3 separate regions of the Sus scrofa genome follow, and regions 1 and 2 are each linked to region 3. A link is a contact called in public HiChIP or PLAC-seq data. All regions are on one chromosome and are shown on one strand. The core of a region is the stretch at or near the end of the contact, and the rest is flanking DNA. Distances in the headings are between cores, read along the strand shown.

What was found. HiChIP or PLAC-seq counts read pairs in DNA pulled down with a chosen protein or histone mark.
Region 1: an H3K27ac HiChIP or PLAC-seq map of alveolar macrophages shows a contact between it and region 3. The contact joins the enhancer-like site here to the promoter of ZNF217 in region 3. A contact is called at or near these places in 1 of 5 promoter capture datasets (liver), 20 of 47 Hi-C or Micro-C datasets (alveolar macrophages, brain, embryonic fibroblasts and 12 more) and 2 of 2 datasets of contacts at active chromatin or transcription factors (alveolar macrophages and skeletal muscle).
Region 2: an H3K27ac HiChIP or PLAC-seq map of alveolar macrophages shows a contact between it and region 3. The contact joins the enhancer-like site here to the promoter of ZNF217 in region 3. A contact is called at or near these places in 4 of 5 promoter capture datasets (fetal liver, fetal skeletal muscle, liver and 1 more), 14 of 47 Hi-C or Micro-C datasets (alveolar macrophages, brain, embryonic fibroblasts and 8 more) and 2 of 2 datasets of contacts at active chromatin or transcription factors (alveolar macrophages and skeletal muscle).

The regions. Positions count from the first base shown.
Region 1 is chr17:54,918,304-54,922,923 of Sscrofa11.1, reverse strand. BCAS1 (breast carcinoma amplified sequence 1) reads left to right here. Exons shown (of 11, transcript NM_001110175.1): 11 at 1,083-1,157. The coding sequence ends at 1,157. Among named protein-coding and RNA genes, the nearest start is that of BCAS1, 110 kb to the left of the region's middle. Within about 2 kb of position 3,268, at least 32 of the 83 cell types and tissues checked have an H3K27ac peak or open chromatin away from gene starts, as enhancers often do. A contact at or near this core is called in alveolar macrophages, fetal liver, liver and 5 more, where this site is marked.
Region 2 is chr17:54,893,080-54,897,732 of Sscrofa11.1, reverse strand. No RefSeq gene overlaps it. Among named protein-coding and RNA genes, the nearest start is that of BCAS1, 130 kb to the left of the region's middle. Within about 2 kb of position 1,647, at least 59 of the 83 cell types and tissues checked have an H3K27ac peak or open chromatin away from gene starts, as enhancers often do. A contact at or near this core is called in alveolar macrophages, brain, epiblast stem cells and 8 more, where this site is marked.
Region 3 is chr17:54,629,971-54,634,628 of Sscrofa11.1, reverse strand. It overlaps ZNF217 (zinc finger protein 217), which reads left to right and starts at 2,874. Exons shown (of 6, transcript NM_001123217.1): 1 at 2,874-3,078.

The sequences.
Region 1 (4,620 bases), core at 2,019-4,518, 290 kb before region 3:
AGTGCCCCTAACTCCTGCATTGTTCAAGGGATAGCTGTATATTAATTTACTGCTCTGTACTATATGACTATAAATACTGTATTATAATACTGTATACTATGCGTGTGTGTGTATATGCATATATGTATATGCTTCATCATACTATATATACTATCCCATCTCTTTCTATACTACACACAAGGCTACATACGCTTTGAGTCCATTGATAAGACATCCTGGAAGAGGCAGAACTCTAGGGATGAAGGCGAGAACAGCGATTTCCAGGGTCTGGGGGTTGGGGAGGAGCTGACTACAGAGGAACACAAGAGGGACCTTGGAGATGATTGAACTGTTCTGTACCTTGATTTGGGAGATGGTTATGTGACTGTGTTGGGCAAAGCTCATAGCACTGTACTCAAAAAAGTGTTGATTCTACTGTATGTAAATTATACTTAACAGAAAGGTAAATAACAATAATAACAGCAATCGCAATAATAGTACTTGACCCAGGGAGTTTATTCAGCTGCAGTCCATTAATAGGAAGGTGCACCTACTATGTTCCAGGCACTCGTTAGGCACTGAGAATACAGCAGACAGAATCCACGGAGCTTTCGTTCTGGTGGAGACGGATGTTAGTCAGACATAGATAAAAAGGTCATGTCGGCGAGTGATATGATTTGTAGGAAGATTAAACAGGGCAGTGTGATGAGAACGTGATTAGAGATGGTGACTGAAATGAGCTAAAACTGGACGGTTTTCGACAGTCCAGGTACCATTCTAAGCGCATCCCAAGTAAGAACTCACTTTACCTTGGAACAACCCTCTGAGGTCAGTTTTATCACCTCCATTCTAAAGATGAAGAAACTGAAGCACAAAGAATCAGTCATTTATCCAAGATTTCACAAAGCTAGAAGGTAAGCTACCTGGACATTGAACGTGGGCATCTGGTTGGAGTCCATTCTCTCATCCACCACCCAGGAACAAGGGATATTTACTTAGCCCAGCACCTGGCCCCGAGTAAGTGCTAATAAATAAGTGGCAATTGTTGCTATTGCTATTACAGATCTTCACAAAGATGCAACTCCTTTTATATGTTTCTCCAGGGACCAAAGCGGATGTTGGATGCTCAAGTGCAAACTGACCCCGTATCCATCGGACCAGTTGGCAAATCCAAGTAAACAAATCACCTTGGTTCCCAAGTTCTGCCACCAAGATGTCTTCTTCCTACTCCCCAAATCCACTCCGTGTACATATCTTTTCTTCTGATGGCCATCATATGAAATTCTGCCTACACATTAGGTCTGAGCTGTTGTATATTGAGGTGTATTATTTACGTCTCTGGTCCAGTCTTTCCTGGTAAATAGTTGTAAAGATGGTTTAGCAGGTTAACTAGCCAGGTCAGAAGGGTTGATGGGTGCCAAGCAGGGTGGGAGAGGGGTGGAGGGCTGCATTCTGGTTAGGTCATGAAAAATGACAGTGACAAGTCAGTTACAGAAGGAACAATGCCTGCTGGAAGGAATGAAGCTTGGTAGTAAATACATGCTCATCCTTTAAGCTTGAGGAGAGAAGTAAGTTCACGTTTCAAGGAGGGAGAACGTTGTTGTGGGCTCTGTGTTGGGAGGTGGCCAATTTTCTGGAATGGAATGTGTGGGGAATGAAAAAAGAATGAATAAGAATTGTTTTTCAAATAGGATCCTTGAACGTTATTGACAAGAGGGAAAAGATTGACTGGAGAGGGCTTGAAATGATTTGGGAAAACAATTGCTTTTTGAGGCTCAGTGACCAAGGCGAGGATTCCAACTTGAAAAACAAAACAAAACAAAATAAATGAAGTTGCAGATTTATTTTGCAACACTAGGGGGCGCCAAGGTCTCCGTTTTAATCCTGCATCCTGTATCCCTAACAAAGATTTGGTCTCTGCAATCTTACATTATTAATGTTTCTCAGATGGCTGAGGGGCTTGCTTCATCTGTTCTGTCTGACACTTATCTCAAGTCTGTCTGTAATTTCCTAATGTTCTCAGGATGTGCTCTGATAAAACCCTCCCCCTAACCCCAGTTAATAATAAAAATTTACAGATTATTCAAATACCTGAGTTTTTTTTAATACGTGTGCAGAGGAGTAAATAGGACCACGAGTCTATTAAAATGTAATTCAGAGTAGCCAGATGATGGACTGATATCATGTATACTGTACCTTTTTCTGATTTAATAAAAAAAAATACATTTATATCTAAAGGATCTTTTAATTTTCACCTTTTAAAGCAGGTCTCTCGTACTCCATGTCCGAGATGCCTTTTGCTTCCACAGCATAAACTCAATGCTCTTCCTCCATCGTGTCTTCTCTCCCAGATGCTCCCAGGTATCCTTGTCCGTGGGCACATGCACACAGCAGTGGGTTCACGTGTGTATTTTCATACACAAGCGCACACGTGTGTAAATACTGTCATGGTGATGCTGCCTAGAGCAGAGCCTGAGACAGGCATTCAGATGCACCTGATGGGCTGAAGGAGGGGTCCTGGGGAAAGGGGGACAAAAAGGACAGGGCAGGGATTGGTCTCAGCTGGAATTTCATCCCGATCTCCCAGGGGCATGAATTGCGCCATAACGCTGTTCTACCTACAGGCGAGCTGGCTGGCTTTGGACGCTTGTGGGTGATTCCTGGGCCGCCCTGGGAGGTGGAGGGACAGGCCAGCTGCTCCCATTGAGCTGAGAAGCTGGGATCCCTTAGCAGCTGGAAGATGAGGCACTCAGCAGGGTCCACTCCAGACACACACATAGAGACCCAGACATGCGTTTATGCCCACATAGGCACATATTCATCCTTGTATATTTACCTCCATACAGGAGTAGGGAGATGCAGGCACACGCTGCTAGTCATACACATACAAATAGACATGTGTAACTGGCACAGACCCACACACGCACACTGGCTCAGATGAATCCATCACGTGTGCAGTCCATCACGCACTGAGGAGAAATGACACTGACAAATCGGTACCCTAGGTCACTCACACCATGGCTTAGGCAAAAAGGCCTTTGGAAAATACGTTCAGGACAAAAATGATCTCTTTCTAAAAACAGATTGGGGAGGGGAGGCTCTCTGCTCCCGGGACCCACCAGCTCCCAGCGTGGACTGGCTGATGCTCAGCTTCAAATAAAGACCAGAGGTCTTTTCCTCGCACCTGGCTTAGCTTTATGGGTCCTCCTGCCTGAACCTGGAGAGTCCTCAGTGTCTGTGACTCACCCAGCTGAGAATGACCTCATGCTGCTTCATGTCTGAATGCTTAACTTGGCTCAAAGCAGGAAGAAGCCCTTTGGGGAAGCCCTGGATGGGGGGTGACGTTCCCTCCACCTTTGCCCTCAGAGAGCTTGGGATGATTCAAGGCAAACAGGCAGCTGGTTACTGCTTTGTCTCTAAACACCAGGGGGGGTGCCTGGTATGACCTTTGAGCCCCGGGCCATACCAGTCCTTTGAGAAGGGTGACAGTATTATTGGCAAGTTTCACCTCACTGGACACGGGGGGTGGTTTTTGCCCTGATGAGAAATGTCCCCAGGAGGGACTTAGTCACCAATTCAGGAGCCCTCCCACTCCCTCCCACCCCGGAAAAACTTTTTTTAACTTTTAAAAAGAAGTTCTCTGCTGAGAATCTTGTTGCAAAGCAAGCCAGCAGTTTCTGTAACTGGTTTCCTATCCTCCTGGCCAAAAAAAGAGAATGCTCTTTTAATACAATTGCTTGGGTTTTTTTTAAGACAAGAAAATTTAAGCCAGAGAGGACTGAAAAAAAAAAAAAAAAAAAAGGCTTGGGAGGGAGCGGAGTTCTAAAGCCAATTGTAGCCTAAGAAGCAGATTAAACTCCATTTTTGAGTTTTGTGGGGTTTGTTTTTTGCATCAAGAGTCCAGACCTGATGCATTTACAAAAAAAAAAAAAAAAATACTGATGTCCATGCCTCCCGCTGAACTAGTGTGAAAAGGGGGACAGGCGCTCCCCAAATGAGTTCAGGACTGAAGTTCCTCAAAATGCAGAGTCAGGACTGCCATGTGGACAGCAAGAGCTCCCACAGTAAGATGCGGAGAACACGCTGAAGCTGAAGGGGAGATTAAGACCGAGAGCAGGGGGCAGAGGTGCTTTGCAAGAACGGCCATCCTCATGACGTTATTTACGGATTTATTTTTAGGTGCACAGGGAAGCGTGTCTTCTCCAGTGTCAAGAAGAAGTGGCCTTTCCAAGAACTGGGCTTTTGAGCTGAAACAGCTGCCATCGGAGGAGGGGGGAAAAAAACCCTCAAATTCCGCTTTCCAGTTCCAGCTAACGGTGACCTTTTGACGGATACCCAATAGAAGAATTCATTCAGAAGCACCGTGGTTGTTCTCAGCAGCCCCCGAGGTCCCCCAGGCTTCATCTTCTGGGGGAAGGGGGATCCTTAGTACCCAAAGAAAGGCCCAAGGGGGAAGGAAAAGAGAAAAAAGTGAAGTTTGGGTGGTTTTGTGTAGCCCCCTGCCTTTTAAACCAATTACCCATGATTTAAACACACACACACACACACAGACCCTTCAGTTGAATGGTTGTTTGTTTGCAAACAGATGCCCTGGGGTCCCATTAAATTAGATTCGAAGGGGCTAGAACCTGTGTCCAGCTG
Region 2 (4,653 bases), core at 398-2,897, 260 kb before region 3:
CTGGCTCTCTGGACACTGCTGGGCAAGCACTGGGAACCAGCAGTGAACAGTCCTTCCAGTGCTGATCCCAGTACCACATGCCAGGGCGGACACTCAGGACCTGGGGTTAGCCTTGGACACTTGGCAGGAAATGTCACTGGGATCTTGGCTCTCCCCAGGCGAAGCTGTGTTTCTCAAAGTTCCTGGAAGTCTCTGAGAAGCGGTCTGAGTTTCTGCCCGGTGGAGATGGAGCCCAGTGACTTTGGAGGACTGCGTTTTTATTTGTTCAACAAGTTCTTACTGAGGGCCTCCATCAGCAAGTCTTCTGCCTGGGGCCTTAGCTGCTGTCACCCAGGGTTCTGGTCTTCTGCTATGAATAATATGACCGGAGTTCTGCTGTCTAATATACTAGCCACTAGACATATGCAACTATTTAAATTTAAATTAATCCAAATTAAATGAAGCTACAAATTCATCTTCTGAGTTGCACTGGCCACCTCTCAAATGCTCAATAGCTACCTGGGGCTGGTGTTACCAGCTTGGACAGCACAGATCTAGAACATATTAGTCACTGGAGAAAGTTCTTTTTGAACAGGTCTGTGCTAAGTCAGACTTGCCTGGGACATGCTAGGATTACACCTACTGACCTGGTATAATCATTAACAGCAGCTTCTTTTACTCTCAAGGTGTCCTGGTTGAGAAATGATCATTTAAAGACTGGGGAGTTGCCGTTGTGGCTCAGTGGGTTAAGAACCTGACATAGTGTCTGTGAGGATGAGGGTTGAAACCCTGGCCTCATCAGTGGGTTAAGGATTCCATGTTGCCCCAGGGGGTCGCAAATGCAGCTTGGATCTGGCTTGGCTGTGTCTGTGGTGCAGACCGGTAGCTGCAGTTCTGATTCGACCACTAGTGGGGGAACTTCCATATACCAGGTGCGGACGTAAAAACAACAATAATTTAAGACTGGAAATGAACCTGGCCACCATGTCCTCGCAGCACCCCCCTCTCTCCTGGCCCCCAGCTAGTCTTTGCCAGGATTTCCCTGAAATCCTAAACCCTTTGCTTTGATGAGAAAGGGCAGTGTCAGCAAGCCCCCTGCCTTTTTTCCTCATTCTCTCCCACCGGTCAAATTCAACAGGAGAGAAAAAAACTTATTACTAGAAGAGAAAAAAAAAAAAAATCCCAGTGAAGAAATTGTCAGTTCTCCCAAAGTGAATGATTAACTTGTAAGCAGTTTCAGTTTTGTTTTTTAGTTCCCCTTGTCTGAAAGAGCTCGGTTTGGCCCCATTTGCCCTGAGTGATGCCAGCGGGGCGCACAGGAAGGGGCGGCAGGCCCCGCCCACCACGGCCCCAGGCTCCGCCTCTATTCCAGGGACCTCCTGGCACCCGCTGCCCGACCAGCAGCTGCCTTTGCTCCTGGCTTTGGCCCCTACTTAGCTCGCCCAGCAGAGGGCACCTGAGTTTAATATTCTTGGCAAAGAATATTTACACAATCATTAGGGATTTTTTTTTTCTTCCAGTGTTACTTTTTTGGTGAGCAGCAATCCAAGGTGCCAGATAATATAGGTCACTTTAAGGACATGTCATCAAAACGTGGAGATTAGAGCCGTTCAGGCCAGCAGGCGGCTCCTTAGGGAACTGCACACTTGCTCCCCCCGCGGGCTCGGCACCCAGGCAGCCGCCAGTGTAAACACCGCAGACACCATTTTGCAGAACTAAGGAAGGAGGGCTATACCGCGTTCCATGCAACCCGAGCCGCTCCAAGAGCCGGGTCTGGGGCGGGGAGGGGGGGCTAGAGGGCCGCCCCCAGGAGCCCTCGCCCCACGCCAGCCTCTCTCTTGGTGGAGGTCTTGAAACAGCCGCGCATCTCACACCCCTGCCAGGGGACACATGGCGGGGCTGGAAGCAGAGGCGGCTCGGATACAACTTGCGTGGCTGCCTCTCTCTACACCAGCGGTCGACGTTCAACATCTTTCTGTCCATCTGTCTACCATCTAGCATCTCCTTCAATCTCTTTCTTTTTCTCAATTACCCGCCCCCCCCCCGTTTCCCTCTCCCCCCCACTCCCTCCTGCCCAATCTCTCCGTTTCATTCTCTCCCTCCTTCCCCCTCCTTCTCTCTCCCTCCTCCCCCCTCCTTCTCTCTCCCTCCTCCCCCCTCCTTCTCTCTCCCTCCTCCCCCCTCCTTCTCTCTCCCTCCTCTCCCCTCCTTCTCTCTCCCTCCTCCCCCCTCCTTCTCTCTCCCTCCTCCCCCCTCCTTCTCTCTCCTCCTCCCCCCCTCCTTCTCTCTCCTCCTCCTTCTCTGGCACATTTTCCGCAGGATCTTCCCTTCCCCCTACGGAAGGGGGCTGAGGTCCGGCTGATGCGATGCCTGCTCCATGTTACTAATTCATTACTGAGCCTAGTTGGTGATTTGTTTTTCTGTATCTAAGGGCCGAGGTGCTGAGCCAAGTTTGGGTTTGGGTTATTTTGTTTGTTGTGTTTTGGTGCCTTGAACACATGCGTGAGGTGAAAAAGCTCCTTTCTAAAGGCGCGGGGCAGTGCGTGTGGGGGGGGGGAGTTCACTGCTCTTTTTAAGATTTCCAGAAATTTTGCCGAAGGGGCTTCTCAGTGGCAACCTCCCAGCACTGCTCCTTTGCACCTTTTGGGAAGAAAACAGACACACGCCTGGTTTTCTGGGCTCCAGGGACAGGTCGCCGGCATCCTCGGGTTCCTTTTCTGTAGCAGTCACTTCTTCCATGGGAATAAGGAGAACGATGCAGGTAAAGGGCTTAGGGAAGGCACACGGTATGAATTCAGTGAACACCAGTGAGAACTAGTTCATTACTTCTTTGCCACTAGCTCCCTCCAGGAGGCTAGCGCTGGGCTCCTGAGCACAGATGCTTGGTGGCGGGAGCTTTGTATCACCTGAACCCTGGAATCCTGGGAGAGGTGTGGCCCCACTTCACCTGTGACTTCCTCTCTGTCACCTTGTAAGTCATGGCTTTGCAATCCAGTTTCTCTGACTGAAACAATGGCTCTTTCCTTACCAGCCCTCTGATACTGTTGATAAAACACACTCAGCACACCTTCCTGGAGCCCAGATGATGAGCTAAGGTCTAGAGAGAAATACCTGGGCCATGACCCTCCTCACTGCCACACTTGCCAGGGTGCCTGAGGCAGTGCCCATGTTCACCTCAGAGCTACGAGTGCCCCCTACCACTCCCCAAGTGTGTTCCATTGGGTGGCAAATAAGGTCACTCTGCCGAAAATATAACACGAGGCCTGGGTAAGTTCAAAGTCAGGTGTAAGAGACAGAGCTACATAGGTGGATGATGGATGGATGGATAGATAGATAATTGATAAATGATAGACAAACAGGTGATAGCTGATAGATAAATAGATGGATAGGTAAATAGATGATAGATGATTGCTAGATCTAGACAGAAAGATGATAGATAGACAGACAGACAGATAGATAGATAGATAATAGAAAGACAGAAACAGTCAGATGAGAGAATAAGAGAACTAGGCCAGGCATCCCCTCCTACCTGCAGAGCTGAGTAGCTCCCTGACGATGGGCAAATCCCCTCCCCTCTTCCTCTCCACATCTGGGAACCAGAGATCACTGGGGGAAAACGTGCCACCGGGGCTGGTGGGCTAACAGCAGGCAGGTGCTTTGGCCTGAGCTGGTGCACAGGCAGGGAAGGTTTTCTCAACGGGCGACCAGTCACACAGTTGAGGCAGCAGCAAAGAAGGGGTTCACTTCCCCAAGAAAGAAAGAGGACACCTCAAAAGGAAATAATTGTAGCAGATAATGCTGTGAGTCATGTCAAGAAATAGAATTCTATTTTATGGCTTAGTCCATTTGTCTTTTAAACCTCTTCTGGGGCCAGGGAGAGGAACCCACTGGTCCATGAAGGCCTCTCAGGTAGCTTTGCAAATTGTTAGGGCTTGACTGTTAGATTAGGTGTCACCTAAGGTCCCAATGACACAGCAGGCTGGGAGGGTGAGGGCTAGGGTCGGGGATGTACACCATGTGACCAGGAGCAAGGATGATGGCTCAATGTTGGGGGACAGGACAGGGGAGGGGAGACAAAGACAGTGGCCTTGCAAACTGGAACCCAGACCTCTTATTCACGCCCTGCTCGCATATACACCCACCCAGAGAGGACGAGGCTGTGGCTGAAGCAGGCACAATTTTCATTTCAGAAACAGCCTCATCTCCTGCTCCATCAACTCCCCAAATACCTTCTTGAATTTCATGCAGGCGCCTAAAAATGGCATCAGTAACCACTTGCTATGAAGGGCCTTACTAGGCCTGCAGCTGAATCCTTAAGCAACGCTGTGGAATCAGCCCCACTTTCACAGCCCCTGCCCTACTGAGGAGGAAGCTAGAGCCCAGAAAGACTGAGTGATCGTGACGTCCCCCACACAGGCCATAGGCCCAGTGTTTGAACTCTTCGCCTTCTCTAAGGGTTTCTTGCCTCTGATAACTTTCCACCTTAGATCAAGTTATCAGTCCTCATAGCTGAGATTTGTCTTACCTGCTTCTTAAACCTCAACTCGAACTGACTTAAACAAAATAGGAATTTGTTGGCACATATAAGCTAAATCTAGGAGTTGACAGCTTCAGGCATGGCTGGATCCAGGACTGGGGCTCTAAACAATATCCACTGAGTTCATCTCTTTTTCT
Region 3 (4,658 bases), core at 1,625-4,124:
AAAAGATGATTCCAGTGAATGTTAAATATAGCAAATTAGAAGGTTTTTTTTTTTTTTTTTTGGTTTTGTTATTAGATCTGAGACTGCAGTGGCAGGCAGGAGCTGGGGAGAAAATTAGAAGTTAGCTAAAGGCAGAGGTCTCCTATCACTAGGATTAAATCAGAGCCAATGGCGCGATTTTATAAGCATACACTGGGTAACATATCTTAAGGAGGGCCGGTCTGTTTGGATAATTGTGAAATATGAGGTGTAGCTGATGTTTGTTGCATTACAAAGCGATGAAGTGGGGTCTTTCGTCCTCTCCCCGGATAACGTGTGCAGAGCATCAGCTCCCACTTGAAGGGACATTTCTAGTTCCATTGTTTGTGTTGCCTGCGTCTCAGCAGCACCTGACTCTAGAGATAGTCTAGATGGGGGCGGGGGGAGGGGAGACGTGGGGGGGGGGGCGATGGCAAAACAGGATTACGCGAGGGCGGAGCTAAGTATATGGAGATCAACGTTCGATTTTCATTTCATACTAACGAGTTCTTAGCTTTACTACGAAACCAAATGCTCCTAGTGTCCTCCTGTTGCTTTTGGAGTTTCCATTCTTAGTTGTTTTAACTAGACATACTTTCCAAATAAATCTTAAGTGTGAGTCTCCACCTTCTAAGAGGCGAATGTGTCGCACAGACGCCCGAACCGCGCATTCAGATCACTCTACGTCCATTTAAAAACACAGTTTGTGTTTGCAACCCAGGACTCAGCCACTGGCAGAATTTTGCAACGACTTCCCAGTTTTGTTGGCACGTCTCCAGGAATAAGGTTCTTTGTAATTCTTTGCTCAAACATAAGGATCGCCTATAAAACTCTTAGCAGATAGATCAATTCATACAATTATCTTTCAATTTTAAAAGCTACAACATAATGTGTTTGTTTTGTTTTGTTTTTGTTTTTGTTTGTTTTTGCTGGGCGCGCGGGGGGGGGGGGCGGGTGGCAGAGAAGAGAGGAGAAACAGTTACTAACAAACCATAGGATGCTATTATGCTCACAAAGTGGTAGCTCTGTGAAGGCATAGGGAAAAGCACCCCCCCCCTTTTTTGCTCAGAAAATAATTCAGTAGCAACAAGGTCTGAGAACCAGGAGCCTCATTGTTCTTAGTGAAACGATTATTTGTCAAAACATTTGATTGTTTCCCTATTTCTACTGAAAAGTTTGGACTGTTCTTTTTGCTCTATTTTTGACACTAGGATTTTTAACTATCGGTGCTATTGTGTTTACAGCATTCAAGGTTTCAGAGTTCAAAGGTTATCCATTAACATGTAGAGTGAGGCTGCACTAAGTGAAGACTCAATTTGGTTTCACTTGTTCATAGTTTCTTTGTTTTACAGCAATGCCAGAAGTCATTTGTTTCGATAAGTTAAATGAAGTTTCTTGTTGAGGAAGAGTGTGTCTTTGGACTGTTTTTGGGCTGTGACTATTGATAAGGCTTTAAAAAATATATTAAAGAAAGATGTTCATCTTCCCTGAGAAAAGAACTCTGGTACTAGAAACGATCAATATTAGTATACTTGAGTGGAAAAAAAAAAGAGTTCTGGCCTAAGAGTCTACTTCTGGCCCTGCTAATTAATGGTGAGAAGTAGTTGGTGTGCTTCCTTTTTAACAAAGACTAACCAGACCATATGTGGGGTTAGGAGTTATACATAAAATGACAGCAAAAACATCACACTTGGCAAATTCTTCCCCTTTGCTAAGAAACTGTCCCCTAAACTCCATTTCTTATTTATTAAGGATTGCATTGCTCACCAGCAGAGCATTTATGTAGGGCTTTTTTGGGTCCCGACTTATTAAAATATATGCTTTAAGTGCCTGTCTTGATATATTTTAAGATTTCCCCTTTTGGATACACTGAAGGCCAATACAAAAAAAAAAAAAAAGAAAAACAAAGAACCCAAAAAACTTCGCTATTTTGTTTGTGGTGACTTGCATAGCTCCCTTTTGTGTTTGTATCTTGGGACAGAGAATTTGGTGGATGTGACTGTTACTTCTGTGGTTCCTCCTAGGGGCTTATTTAAATGGGGTAATATCACTGGCCTTCGGAATCATAACTTTTTCTTTTTTCGTGAGCAAATAAAAAAATGGCTGGGAAACGCTTTACGTGAAGAGGGGAAAAGCTAGTTTTTGTTGTTGTTTTTGTCCCTAGTTTAAAGCCTGGTTTCATCCACGTGGATTTCTATCAAAGCCAAGTGGATTCCTGGAACCTAGGCCAAGTTTAGAAATCTCAAGTTTTTACAGCAGCGCAAGCCCTGCCCTTTTAGAAAACCAGCAACCAGGCATTAAAGGATGCCTTAATGAAGATACTAATTTAAAAATATTTTAATCATCTTTATTCATCGACCTTTCTCATGCTTGAAGAAAATCCGAAAAAATATTGTTTGTGCACAGCTGTCTCCTCACCTACCCAAATAAGTGTAAACGCTTTTCGCCTATTAGTAATACCGGATGACCCAGGAGTTCGGGCAACCAGCCCCTCCCCTCGCCCGGGCACACCTTGCAAGGGAGGGGGAAGCGGAGAGGCAGAGGCCTGGAACTGCGCCTGCGCACTGCCTTCGTGGGCCCCCTCCCCGCATACCTGTCACTGGAACTGCCGGGCGCGCGCCGGCCACGTTAAGCCGGATGGCGGGAGGCGGGGGTGTAGGGGCGGTGAAAGGCGCGCGCGTGCGCGGGAGTCGCAGGGCGAGAACAGGGAGTGCGCGCGCTCCTCGGCTCGCCCGCGTTCCGGAGGCGGAGTCCTCGGCGGTGGGCGGGGCAGGGGCGCGCCTGCGCAGATCACGTGGGTGAGGGGCGGGCCCGAGGGCGGGGCGGCCGGTGAAGGCAGGAGGCGGGGCGTCTCCGAGCTGCCGGGCCGAGGGAGGGCGCAACAGCTGCTCCCTGAGCACTTTCTGACCCAACAGTCCCCCTGCGCCGGACGCGCCGCGCCCCGGCGGCTCTAGGGACCCCCCGCGCCTGCACTGTCCCCGCGCGGACGAGTAGGGGGCGCCCGCGCCTTTGCCCCCCGTGAGCACCCCCCGCCCCGCTCACCTTAGCCCCGCGCCCGAGGTGAGCCCGGCCCCCAAATCTTCCGGGCGGGGGTGGGGTGGGGGTGGGGGCGCTGCTTTTGGGGGGGTCTTCAAGGAGTGAGGCGCTGAGGCGCCCTGAGGGATAGCCTCGCCCCTCGCCCAGTGGCCCCCTGCCTCTTTTGGGGGCCGGTGCGGGCGCGGAATCCGGGAGGTGTCCGCACAAAAGGCCGAGAGAAACTCCCCGTCGCCTCCCCTCCCTCCTGCCTTCCCCGCCCCCTCCCCTCCTCGCCTGCTCCCTCCTCATTCAAACCTCGGCTCGCTCGTGTGGTGTCAGTTCAGTCCCGGCCGCCGCCGAGCGAGGAAATGGCCGAGGAGCCGGAGCCGCAGGTAAAGGGGGCGCGCCCCCCCGCCCGCGCGGGGCCTTGGGGGGCGCCTCGCCCTCGCCCCTCCGGCGTCCCCCGAGCCCGCCCTCGAGTCTCCGGTGCTCGTTATCTCGCCCCCCTCCCCAGATTGTCTGCCCGCCCCGCCCGCCCCCCCATCCCCACTCTCTATTCGGCTCCTCTCGGGCGCCCCCTCCCCATCCGGCTTCTGAGCATTTCCACCGGAGAGAAGGTGTCGGGCGAGCCCCCGGTGTGTACTGTGTTTGACCATCACACTCACTCATGGAACCAGTCAAGATGGCTTGGGGGCGGGGGAGTCCCCCCCCCTTCCCTAGGTCGGGAGAGAGGGGCCCGCCGGAGGGGGCCCGGGGGCTGCGTGGGTGGCTGGGTGGGGGGCTGTTCCTGAAAAGTTGGGTGGCTCCGCCGGCAGGTCTCCGCGTTTGCCCTCTCGGCCGTGGGGGGCGGGCGGAAGGGAGCGGGCCGGCGCGGGGACCCCTGCGATGGCCCGGGAGGGGCCCGGGCAAGTTGGAAACAGCCAAAACAATGCGTCCTAACAGGCGTCCCCCGCAAACAATGGCCGGGACCGTCCGCACGGGCCGGGCGGAGGGCGCGTCTATAGGGGCCGAGGGAGGGGGCTTGGCCTCGCCGCGGACCCCGACGCGCACCCCAGCCAGCCCCCCAGGTTCCCCTAAATCCGTCCCCGGGAGTCCTGATCCTCTGCCCATCCCTGAGCAGGCGGTGCACCGGGCTGCGTTTCCTGGGTGTGTGTGTGATAAGGTTTTTTTTTTTTTTTTTAATTTTAAAAGATTTTTTTAAGAGAAAACTTTAAAAAAAATAGCCCTTAAACGCTTTAAGAATTATCTTTAATCACTCAATTCTAGTGGGAGACACAAAGCCAGCTGGAAGCAGAGCTAGGAACTCTAAGGGGCAGAAGGGATTGAAATGTTAGCCTAAAAGTGTTTCTTTCTTTCTTTTTTTTTTTTTTAAAAGGGAAGTTTCTGCCAGGAGGCGCTGAGTGGCGAAACCGCTCAGTTTCAGATGTAGAGCCCTCTTCACTCTAGATTTGGCCTCAAAATGCGAGCCGCACAGAATGGGAGGAGGGGTGGGCGCTACTGGGGGCTCCAGGAGGCTGGATTTGTGGCGGCCGGGGCGGTCCTGCCCCGAGGGGGTCAGACCTGGCCTGCGGGGTGCACCGGCCGTTACCTGCGTCCAGGGGGTCGGGACGGACGTTCAGGTCCCG